Linked DNA regions of Pan troglodytes: region 2 is linked to region 1. A link is a contact called in public Hi-C data. All regions are on one chromosome and are shown on one strand. The core of a region is the stretch at or near the end of the contact, and the rest is flanking DNA. Distances in the headings are between cores, read along the strand shown.

Region 1 (4,906 bases), core at 2,154-4,653:
AGTAGGCACTCCTTGGCACTTCATTCTCAAAATACTTAATACACATACTGGTATTTTTAGTCATGCCAACCCCTCTTTCTACTCTCCCCACAGCACCGGCCCCCAGTCACCTTCCACTGAGGACATTATGGGGCCGGGATCAGAGTGAGGCAAGGGAGGCACTCAGGGCCAGCATGTGCCCAAGAGGGAGTGCCCCTTCAAATTATGTACCGAAGGCAGCTCCCCTGCCTCGCCCGAGTGCTGGCCCTGGAGGAACAGCAGTGATGGGTGGGTAATGGAGTTATCAACAGGCCTAAATGGAGAGTAGAAGAGGGCCCAGCTTGGGGAAATGCACAGAGAAGACTGTTTCATGGATAGAGGGACAAAGAGAGGCTGGGCTCCTTTGATGGAGTGAGATGCCCACCTATAGATACAGGCAGATTACAGAGGTTAAAATTTAACATGGGAAGGAGAGATGCACATTTTCCAGGCCTTGGCCTTGTGAAGCCTTCTGTCTTGGAATCTGAACAAGCAAGAGTCTGAGCATATCCTTTCCTTATCAAAATGGAGACACAACTCAGCCCTAGTCCCATCCCTTTTGCTTGCAGCTTCCAGAGCTCAGGCCCCTGAATCTTCTATTTCCTCATGCTTGGCAGTCCCCTTCCCATGGAGAATCTCTGTGTCCTTAGGCAGCCCTGGGTCTGGGCTGGGCTGGCTAATGTTCAATAAAGAGGGTTTGCCTCCCCTACTTGTGGAAGTTTCCATTGTCTTGCCCATGGGGAGCACGTTGGGGACCCAACTGGGACCCTCCATGCTGCTGTTCCAATTGGGGCCTCATATTTCTTTATACCTGCATGAAGAGGAGAGGGGGGACAGAAGAGAAAGTGAGATGACTTCATAAGCTCCTGCTGAGTAGGGAGAGGAAAGGCAGGGTCCCAGGGTCCCTTCATCATTGCTTTCATCTCAGTTCTCTGTAATGAGGCCTCCCTTTCACCTCTCAGGCAGGAAATAGCAAGCTAGATTAATATTTAAAACCTGGCCGGGCACGGTGGCTCACATCTGTAATCCCAGCACTTTGGGAGGCCGAGGCGGGTGAGTCACCTGAGGTCGGGAGTTCAAGACCAGCCTGACCAACATGGAGAAATCCTGTCTCTACTAAAAATACAAAATTAGCCGGGTGTGGTGGCGCATGCCTGTGGTCCCAGCTTCTCGGGAGGCTGAGGCAGGAGAATCACTTGAACCTGGGAGGCGGAGATTGCAGTGAGCTGAGATCACACCACTGCACTCCAGCCTGGGCAATAAGAGCAAAACTCCGCCTCAAAAAAAAAAAAAAGAAATTAAATAAAACCTTACAATGTTCATGCCACATTTGACAGCTTTACAAAGCAATATCACATATCCCATCTTATCTCAGCCTCGGGTCAATTCTGCCAGGTATTCAGGGATAAGCATCCCCATTCATACATAAAGATGTGGCGGTTCAGAGAATCTGGGTCTGATGGAGTGCTATGCCCAAGGTCTCATGGAGTGAGTGGAGAAAGCAGGACTGTCCAGGGGTTTTTGGATTCCAAGCACAGTGCTCTGTCTGCTCTGATAAATCACTGCACACCTCACACACAGGCCTCCCATGGAGCAGGACCAGCCTGGGACAGCGGTGGCAGTCCAGAGAAAAGCAAACAACCCCCAGGCCCAGTTTCAGTGTTAGGCTGTGCCCGAGCTCTGAGCCTCTGTCTCTCACCTTCAATGAGAGCTGCTGCGAGGCAAGCTCACATGTCTAAAGCCAGACACAATTCCAGGCACAGAGCAGTTGCTCACTAAATCTTCCTCCCTTTCTGCTGCTCTTCTCTTCCCACCCTCAGGCCTGGCTCCAAGGAGCACAGGCACAGGAACTTTGGGTCATGCAGTCCAGCCCCCTGCTCCCCTCTTCCAGGGTAGGGCAGGGCAGGACAGGTGCTCTGCGTGCTTCCTGTGTTGTGTGTCTTCCTGCTCTCACTTTCTCTCCCCTGGGTGGTGTCTTCCTTAAGTGGAAGTGTGTCCCCAGATGCGTGCTGGTTACCATGTCCCAGGGGGTTCCTCCTCACATTTGCCATCCAGCCCAGGTTCACAGCTCCGGCCAGCTCATTAGCGGCCTCCTTGTTAGCACGAGGCTCCTGCTCAGGACGGCCAGCGGGAGAGGGTCGCCCGACCATCAGACCACCAGCACTGTGTAGCCTCAGCCACTGACCTGCTGATGCCACCACCACATCCACCACCACCAGACAGTAGGCAGAGAGCACACCAGGCCAGCCACCCATGCTTGATTCACATTTGTTTCAGAGACTTTGATTGGTAGTTGCTTTTTTTCTGCATACCCCAGGCAGAGGGGCCAGATGACCTTGGTTTCTGAACTTCAGGAGGCACTTGCAGCTCAGTCGCAGCTCAGAGGGAAACTGGTTTCCCTATTTCTGCCTCCTCTGTCCCCGAGGGCATGTCCAAAGTTCTCACACTGTCCCTCAGGGAAGAGGCCACCAACCTCTGTGGCATCTCAGACCCCTTGGAAAACACTTCCCAAGCACCATGCTCTGCTGAGGTTGAAAGTCTTTACAACTGGCCCACAAGAAGAAAGAGAAAGTTGGAAAAAGTCATACTGCAGGACAGAGGATTTGCATGCAGCCCCCACTCAAATGGCACTCGAGTCACAGACTCGAAGTAAATACTCACAAAAGTCATGGGACTTGAGGAAAATACTATCACTGGTGGGTTAGGACCATACTAGAGCTATAGAGATACACGGGGACAACAGAGGACAGGTTAGCAGGGTGAGGGCCACCCAGGGACTGGCTCAGTGCTCCTCAGGTCTGGGCTGGTCGAGCCTCAGCCTGCATTTGGAGAAACTGAGCACCGGGCTGATTCCCACGAGAAATGAGGTTGGTAGAGGGGCAGCTTCAGCTCCCCGGACTCACCCGCTGCCTCTGCTCAGGGACACCTTCCAGGCCAAGATCTCTTTGTATACTAACCGGCAAAGGAGCTGTGGAGCACAAGGCACAGAGGGAAGGGAGGGCACTGTTAGCACTGAGCACTGAGTGCCCAGCACCAGGGTGACCCGTGGACCGGCAGTGGAGAAGGGGGAGAGACACACTGCCACTTGGCAAGGGGTCACTCGGGGTAGGGAGAGTGCTTCTGAGCAAAGGGCAGCCGCTCTCATTGCCCCAGAACCCCAAATGGCCAACGCTTTGGACCTCCAGGGTTCCAGTCTGGCAGGACAGAGCATCCCTCAATACCTATCTGTGTACCCCAAGACTCTTACCAAGCAGGCTAGGACGTCGGCAGAGATGAGCATGTAGAAGACATTGTTCCAGCCCGTGGGGGAGATGAGCCCAGCCAGCAGAGGCCCCAGAGCCGCACCTGAATGGAGCACAGCCTCGTGAGCAGGGGTCCTGCACCTCCCCTGCCCACCGGAGGGCACTATGCCTAGGGGCCGGCCCACAACAGAGCTAGAGTCACAGACCTATGGAGCCGGTGCCGTCAATGATGGCCGTGACCGTGGACAGGGCTTTGGCGTTGCCCTTCAGGCTCTTGTGAGTCCCCTGGAGAGAGACAGTGGAGTGGGGAAGCCCAGCTGAGCAGCAGCATGAGCAGAACCAGGACAGGAGAGGGGCTGACTCAGGGAAGGTGGTAACTGGGGTTTGGGCTTGAGAGGAGAGGGGCCCATGGTGCATTCTGAAGGACTTTGACGGTTTCTCCTCTGCGGGATGGGAGACAGGGAGAAATGGACCTGGAGATGGTGGCCCTGACCAAGCCCCCAGAGCGGTCCCTGGCCCTCGGGAGGTGGCCCCACTCACCAGGTCAGCAGAGACAGCAGTGGTGATGAGCGCGTATGGGCCATTGACCAGGCCCCCACAGATGATCAGCATCACTGGGACAGCATAGAGACAGCCAGTCAGAGAAGCAGCACCACCCGCAGCCCCAACCCCAAGGCAGGAGCACTCTCCAGCCTTCAGCCCTCCCAGCCCCTCCACCTGCCAGTGCCCCCCGTGGGCCAGCCTCATGGGGCCCCCAAGGCAGTGCCTTTCCCCTGGCCTGGCAGGACTTGCAACCTCCTCCTCACCTATGGAGCTGGCAATCCCGTCCTGGCCAATGTAGTTGTACAGGAACATCTGAGAGAGGAGAGGGGAGAGGCAGAGTCACCCGGAATCCCTTTGCCGGCCTGGAGCCCTGAGGTCTGGAACAACAATCTCCTGCCCTGAAACCCCAGAGGGCATCCTATTCCTTTTCCCCTGCCTATGCAGATTTCTCTGATCTTTAAATGTCCCAGGGATGGACTGTCTAAAACGTGGTACTCTATCATCTCCCTTTCTCCAAACAGTCTTCTCTCAGATTCAACCTCAATCTCTTCTTTCCTTGATCAAGAAGTTTAGGAGGCGGTCTCCTTCTCTACCAAGGCCAAAGAGTCATGAATCCCCCTCTAAAGTCTGCAGTCTGGCTCTTTTTCCAAGGTGCCTCTGCTGACCCTCGCTTCTCCTCCCCCGTGTGTGCACAATGATGCATGTGCACGCGTACACAGCGACATCAATGTGTGTAACGCGTGGACGTGCACACAGGCCAGAGGCCCACACTGGCTCCTGCTCACGTGCATTCGCGCTTCACCCTCGGGGTTATACGCACCATGGGGGCAGCCAAGATGAGCATCACACAGCAAGTGGTGGCCCTGCCATTGGTGTAGTCAGAGACGAGCCCTGCCACGATGCCGCCTGGAACACACAGCCACTCACACACTGACTCCCAGACAGGACCCTGCCATCCCCTCGCCTGGCACCCCAGCTGTGCCCCAGTGCTGGCCTGGGCCTGTCAGCAAGAACCAGCAGAGCTGCTTTTTCCACAGCCCTCCCCTTCCTGTAGTGCCCATCACTACTGGAGACCAAACAAAAGGGCATCTTTCTTAGGCCCA
Region 2 (4,526 bases), core at 868-3,367, 350 kb before region 1:
AAGTAAAGAACTCTGTCCTTGTTAGCCACAGGTGTATCCTTGTAAAACAGTGCCTGGGACAGAGTCGGGGCTCGATAAATGCATGCTGAGATAATGAATGACTCATCAGGAATGAATTGGAGCAGGCTGCAGTGTGGTGGTCATTGCCCTCCTGGGGCCCCATGCAAGGCAGGAGAGGGGATCCTCGGTCAAGTAAGTTGAGCTCTGGCCACCAACTCCCATGAGCAGGATCTCTGAGCTTGAAAGGTCTTTCCTGATGGGTCTGGGGGTGGGGGGCAGAAGTCAGTCTGAGAGTTGCCAGAGCCCTGATATCAGAGTTCTGTTTTGGGTAAAGGAAACCTTCCCCTACCCCTCGCCCTGTCATCCATCTCTTGAATTTCCACAGGGATTATGGCGTGTCTTTTCCTTGGGTTGGGCAGCATTTGGGTCATGCACAGAGAGAGGTTGTTGGCTCCTAAAAGTACAACTACCTACATCTCAAGTGATTTCAGAAACCCCTTTTCAGCCGGGAGTGGTAGCTCATGCCTGTAACCTCAGCACTTCGGGTTGCTGAGGCAGGCAGATCTCTTGAGCTCAGGAGTTGGAGACCAGCCTGGGCAACATGACAAAACCCCATCTCTGCAAACACAAAACAAAAGAAAAACATTAGCTGGGCCTTGTGGTGCATGCCTGTAGTCCCAGCTACTCAGGAGGCCAAGGCAGGATAATCACTTGAACCTGGGAGGCGGAGGTTGCAGTAAGCCGAAATTGTGCCATGGTACTCCGGCCTGAGTGATGGGAGTGAAACCCTGTCTCAAAAATAAATAAATAAATAATAATAATAATAATTTTAAAAGGCCGGGCGCAGTGGCTCGCACCTGTAATCCCAGCAATTTTGGAGGCCGAGGCAGGTGGATCACCTGAGGTCCGGAGTTCGAGACCAGCTTGACCAACATGGAGAAACCCCATCTCTACTAAAAATACAAAATTAGCAGGGTGTGTTGATTCATGCCTGTAATCCCAGCTACTTGGAAGGCTGAGGCAGGAGAATCGCTTGAACCCGGGAGGCAGAGGTTGCGGTGAGCCGAGATCGTGCCATTGCACTCCAGCCCTCCAGCCTGGGCAACAAGAGCAAAACTCCGTCTCAAAAAAAAAAAAAAAAGAAGAAAGAAACCCACTTTCAGTTGGCAGCGTGGTTGAAAAGATGGCTGGCAGAACTTGATAGAAAAACTTGGCAGGGAGAGTGTAGGACAGGCTACTCTGCAATTTCTTTAGAATAGTGTTCCCTAAAGTGTGTTTTGTGGAATATTGGTGTAACTTGAATAGATATTACTTGAAAAAAGGGAGGTGGAGCAAATCTGGGAACAATTGAAACAAAGTTCAACAGGTTTCTTTCCTGTAGGAGTTTTCAGAGCCTTTAGTATAATAATGTGCATGATGAAACTCTACTAACAAAATAGAATATGCAGTTAATCTTAGGCTAATTTAGGCATGGATTTTTTTTTTTTTTTTGGTAGCATATCTTTCGACAGTGTGTTCCTTAGAAACCACTGTCTTAGAGGACTGTTGTCTTCCCAGCTCTGGAGGTGAGGTTCCAATCATCTTGCAGTTCTTAAGATTTTCTTCCTCTACCCAGAGAGGCGGGGTTTCTGTAGAGTTTGCAGAACTCTCTCCAGGTGTGAGGAGCGGGAGGGAGGTTGGGCTCCCCGAGGGCAGTGATGCAGGGAACTCCACCAGAGCTGGTCAGAGCCCACTTCGCCTGTGTAACCAACCACTGGCTTCCCTATCTTCCACCTGGCCATGGGGTGATCTGCCAGTACGTGCAAACTCTCCAGCATTCCTGAATGTGAACAAGGCACTCCCTTCCTGCTTCTAAACAGATGCCCCAGACCTCTCAGCAAGTGTGGCTAAAGAAGGTACCCTCTCGTCTGGAGCTGACAAGAAGGCCTGCCTCTCACTTCTGTGTGGAGATCAGCTGCCCGAGTTTCTTCTTGCCTGGGGGATTATGGTGCTGACCCCTGGGATTCAAGGCTGAGAATGGAGACAGGAAAGCAAAAGCCTTTGAGGGAGGTGGAGTATGGTGGACAAGAGGGACCAGATTCATAGCTTCCACTGCGGTCGGGGAAGCTGTCAGGAGAGGGCAGTGCAGAGCTTCCTTGCCTTCTCTCCCTAGCTCTGCCTTACAACTGGCCGCACACAAGGTGAGTGTGCTGAAATTGGCTCTTCCTCCCCAGACAGGGCAGCTGAGCTCACGCAGGACGCACATCTACCTTGTCCCCTTCCCTGGGTAGTCAGGTGTATACTGAGGCCTCCAAATTTTGTCTGGCCTCGGGTCCCATGAAAAGAGCAAAGGATTGCCACAGCAACCACAGAAAGAGAATTGTGCACCAGGGTTACGGTAGGTAATAAGATTTACTGAAAACGTCTCGGCCACATTCAGTACTGGTTTGGTGGATACATCAGAAGGAGGTTGCATAACATTAGGCAGGTGGAGGGGCTGAGAGGAAGAGATGTGGGCACCTGTGTGCCAGCGTGTCCGTGCTGGGGGACGCCTGTCCAGGTGGTGAGTGGAACGGTGTGTGTGTGTGTCTGTGCGCGCGTGTTAACAAGAAAAATGAACCAGAAAAGGAAATGCATTTTATCCCACTGCACATTGCAAAAGTCTCACGCCAAAAAAGCTAGACTTTCCTCTATGTATGGCATCAAAAGGGAGTAAAAAATGATTGGATCACCCAGATTATAAATAAGGTTATTTGTTTCTCAAAAATCCTTATTAAAACATTAAATATCAGCTCTTTTGGGGGAGAAATACATTCATTTCAGGGAGACCTCAGAAGAGTGACCATCCTTTTGCTCTACCCCAACCAGGTGGGGGAGGGGAAGCCCCAGAGGGCCCCGAGGGTCCCCTCCAGTTGAGCCAGGTAGCCACTCACATCCTGCCACTGAAGGAGATGGCTAATGCACAATTTACAAATGAAACTGCACGTCCATTAAATTAAACCCAATGGAAAACACACGTGTGACCTGTCATTCACAGCCATGGGGTGAGAGGGAACTGGAGGAGAGGGTGCCAACCAAGGGGGTCTGGAAGGTGGGTGGGAGGGTATGTGTTAGGGTGGACAGTGGAGAGCCTCCTCTTCCTTCCAGGAGCCCCAGTTCCTCCAGGGCTGTGGATAGCAGGGTTAGAACAGCAGGGTGGGTGGGGTGTGTGGGATGGGCATCCCCGCAGGCTCTTGGGTGCCATTCTCTGGGCCCTCCCCCACATTTAGGATATTGATAGGAAGAGGGATGTAGCACCTTCTCCAACCCCTGGCTTCCCACTGGACTAGATGCTTTCCAATGTTTCTTCTGCCTTCCCTGAAGGACAGAATGAAGAAAGGAAGCTGGAGGCTGATGGAGCCAGGCTGGGAGCAAAGGGATGGCCGTGGCGACCTGCGGGGTGGAAAGATTCCCAGATAACCTGGTTTCACCTTCTCTGAAGGTCTATGGAGGGTGTGGAGCACTGAGGGTGGGAACATCTAGGGTAAAACACCATTGTCCTGTTGTTAAAGGAGCTAAGTTCTGTGATCACCTAGGGACAGCTGTGGCCTCAAAGTCACCTCGATATGATTCCTAGCCCAGGGTCTGCCATCTCCTTGGCTCCTGGAGTCAACCCAGAAGGGACTCCTCTTAACCTCCCACAGGTTGAGCCCACCAGCTTACAATTGGTTTCCAGGAGAGAGTGAAGGGCACTGTGGCTCCCATCCCTTTCTCCCATGTCCATGGTTGCTGTGTGCAGAGACAGGGCCTTGGAGGGATGAGCTGGAGCCCGGTGGATTCCATCCCATTCTGATCTGCAAGATGTGATGCCTCAGGCCCTCCCACTCCTCTGGCCACTGGTTATGCTTTGGGGCTCCCTCCTGCCCTTGAATGTCTGTCAAAGGAGCTGAGAACCTTCTGGGGATGAAACTCAGTCCCCCTTTGTCTCTCCCCTTCCTTCTAAGTCTGCCCCCGGACAAAGGCCTACTCTGCGAACAGCACCAATCTGCCTCAGTGCAGGGCTTGTAAACAACTCAGGTCCTTCCGTGGGTGGGGGCCATGGGTGCCATCTGTCCTCAGGGATTTGGTGAGTCCAGATCTCACTCCTGTCTTTTCATACAGGCTGCTCCACTGGCCCCGCCAAACAGAGTCCTCGGCAGTTCCAGGGAAGTGGGGCTGGGGTCCTCACTGAAGCTCGGTGGTTGGGAAGGAACAGGTGTCTCCTTTGCCTTTCTTCAAGCTACTGATTTGGGGAAGCTAGGGCCCAACTCCCTCGGTGCTTCCTGCCCGTGTCCCCTTCCCCCCCACCCTGAAGGCCTCCCGGCGACACTCCTCTCCTGCTCAGTGATCAGTGCCATCTGGGCTGCCCGACTACTCCAGAGAGTCACTGTGTTCCAAGCCCAGGTCGCTGACATTTGTCGTCTGCAGCTCGTCGACCTCCTCCTCCAGCTCCTCCTCCTCCTCCTCTTCCATCTCATCCTCATCCTCTTCTTCTGTCCCATCCAATGAGTCATCGTGTGCAGCCATCA

What was found. Hi-C and Micro-C count contacts between places; a contact is called where the count stands out from the background.
Region 2: a Hi-C map of induced pluripotent stem cells shows a contact between it and region 1, with 3 times the contacts expected there. The contact joins two enhancer-like sites. A contact is called at or near these places in 3 of 7 Hi-C or Micro-C datasets (induced pluripotent stem cells and stem cell-derived neural progenitor cells).

Annotation. Positions count from the first base shown.
Region 1 is chr9:127,028,893-127,033,798 of NHGRI_mPanTro3-v2.0_pri, reverse strand. It overlaps SLC37A2 (solute carrier family 37 member 2), which reads right to left. Exons shown (of 18, transcript XM_508843.8): 12 at 4,624-4,709; 13 at 4,067-4,115; 14 at 3,801-3,874; 15 at 3,467-3,545; 16 at 3,266-3,363; 17 at 2,922-2,986; 18 at 1-829. The coding sequence ends at 814. Among named protein-coding and RNA genes, the nearest start is that of TMEM218, 16 kb to the left of the region's middle. Within about 2 kb of position 3,403, at least 1 of the 24 cell types and tissues checked has an H3K27ac peak or open chromatin away from gene starts, as enhancers often do. A contact at or near this core is called in induced pluripotent stem cells, where this site is marked.
Region 2 is chr9:127,375,497-127,380,022 of NHGRI_mPanTro3-v2.0_pri, reverse strand. It overlaps PKNOX2 (PBX/knotted 1 homeobox 2), which reads right to left. Exons shown (of 17, transcript XM_054661696.2): 17 at 2,373-4,526. The coding sequence ends at 4,369. Among named protein-coding and RNA genes, the nearest start is that of FEZ1, 62 kb to the left of the region's middle. Within about 2 kb of position 2,117, at least 5 of the 24 cell types and tissues checked have an H3K27ac peak or open chromatin away from gene starts, as enhancers often do. A contact at or near this core is called in induced pluripotent stem cells, where this site is marked.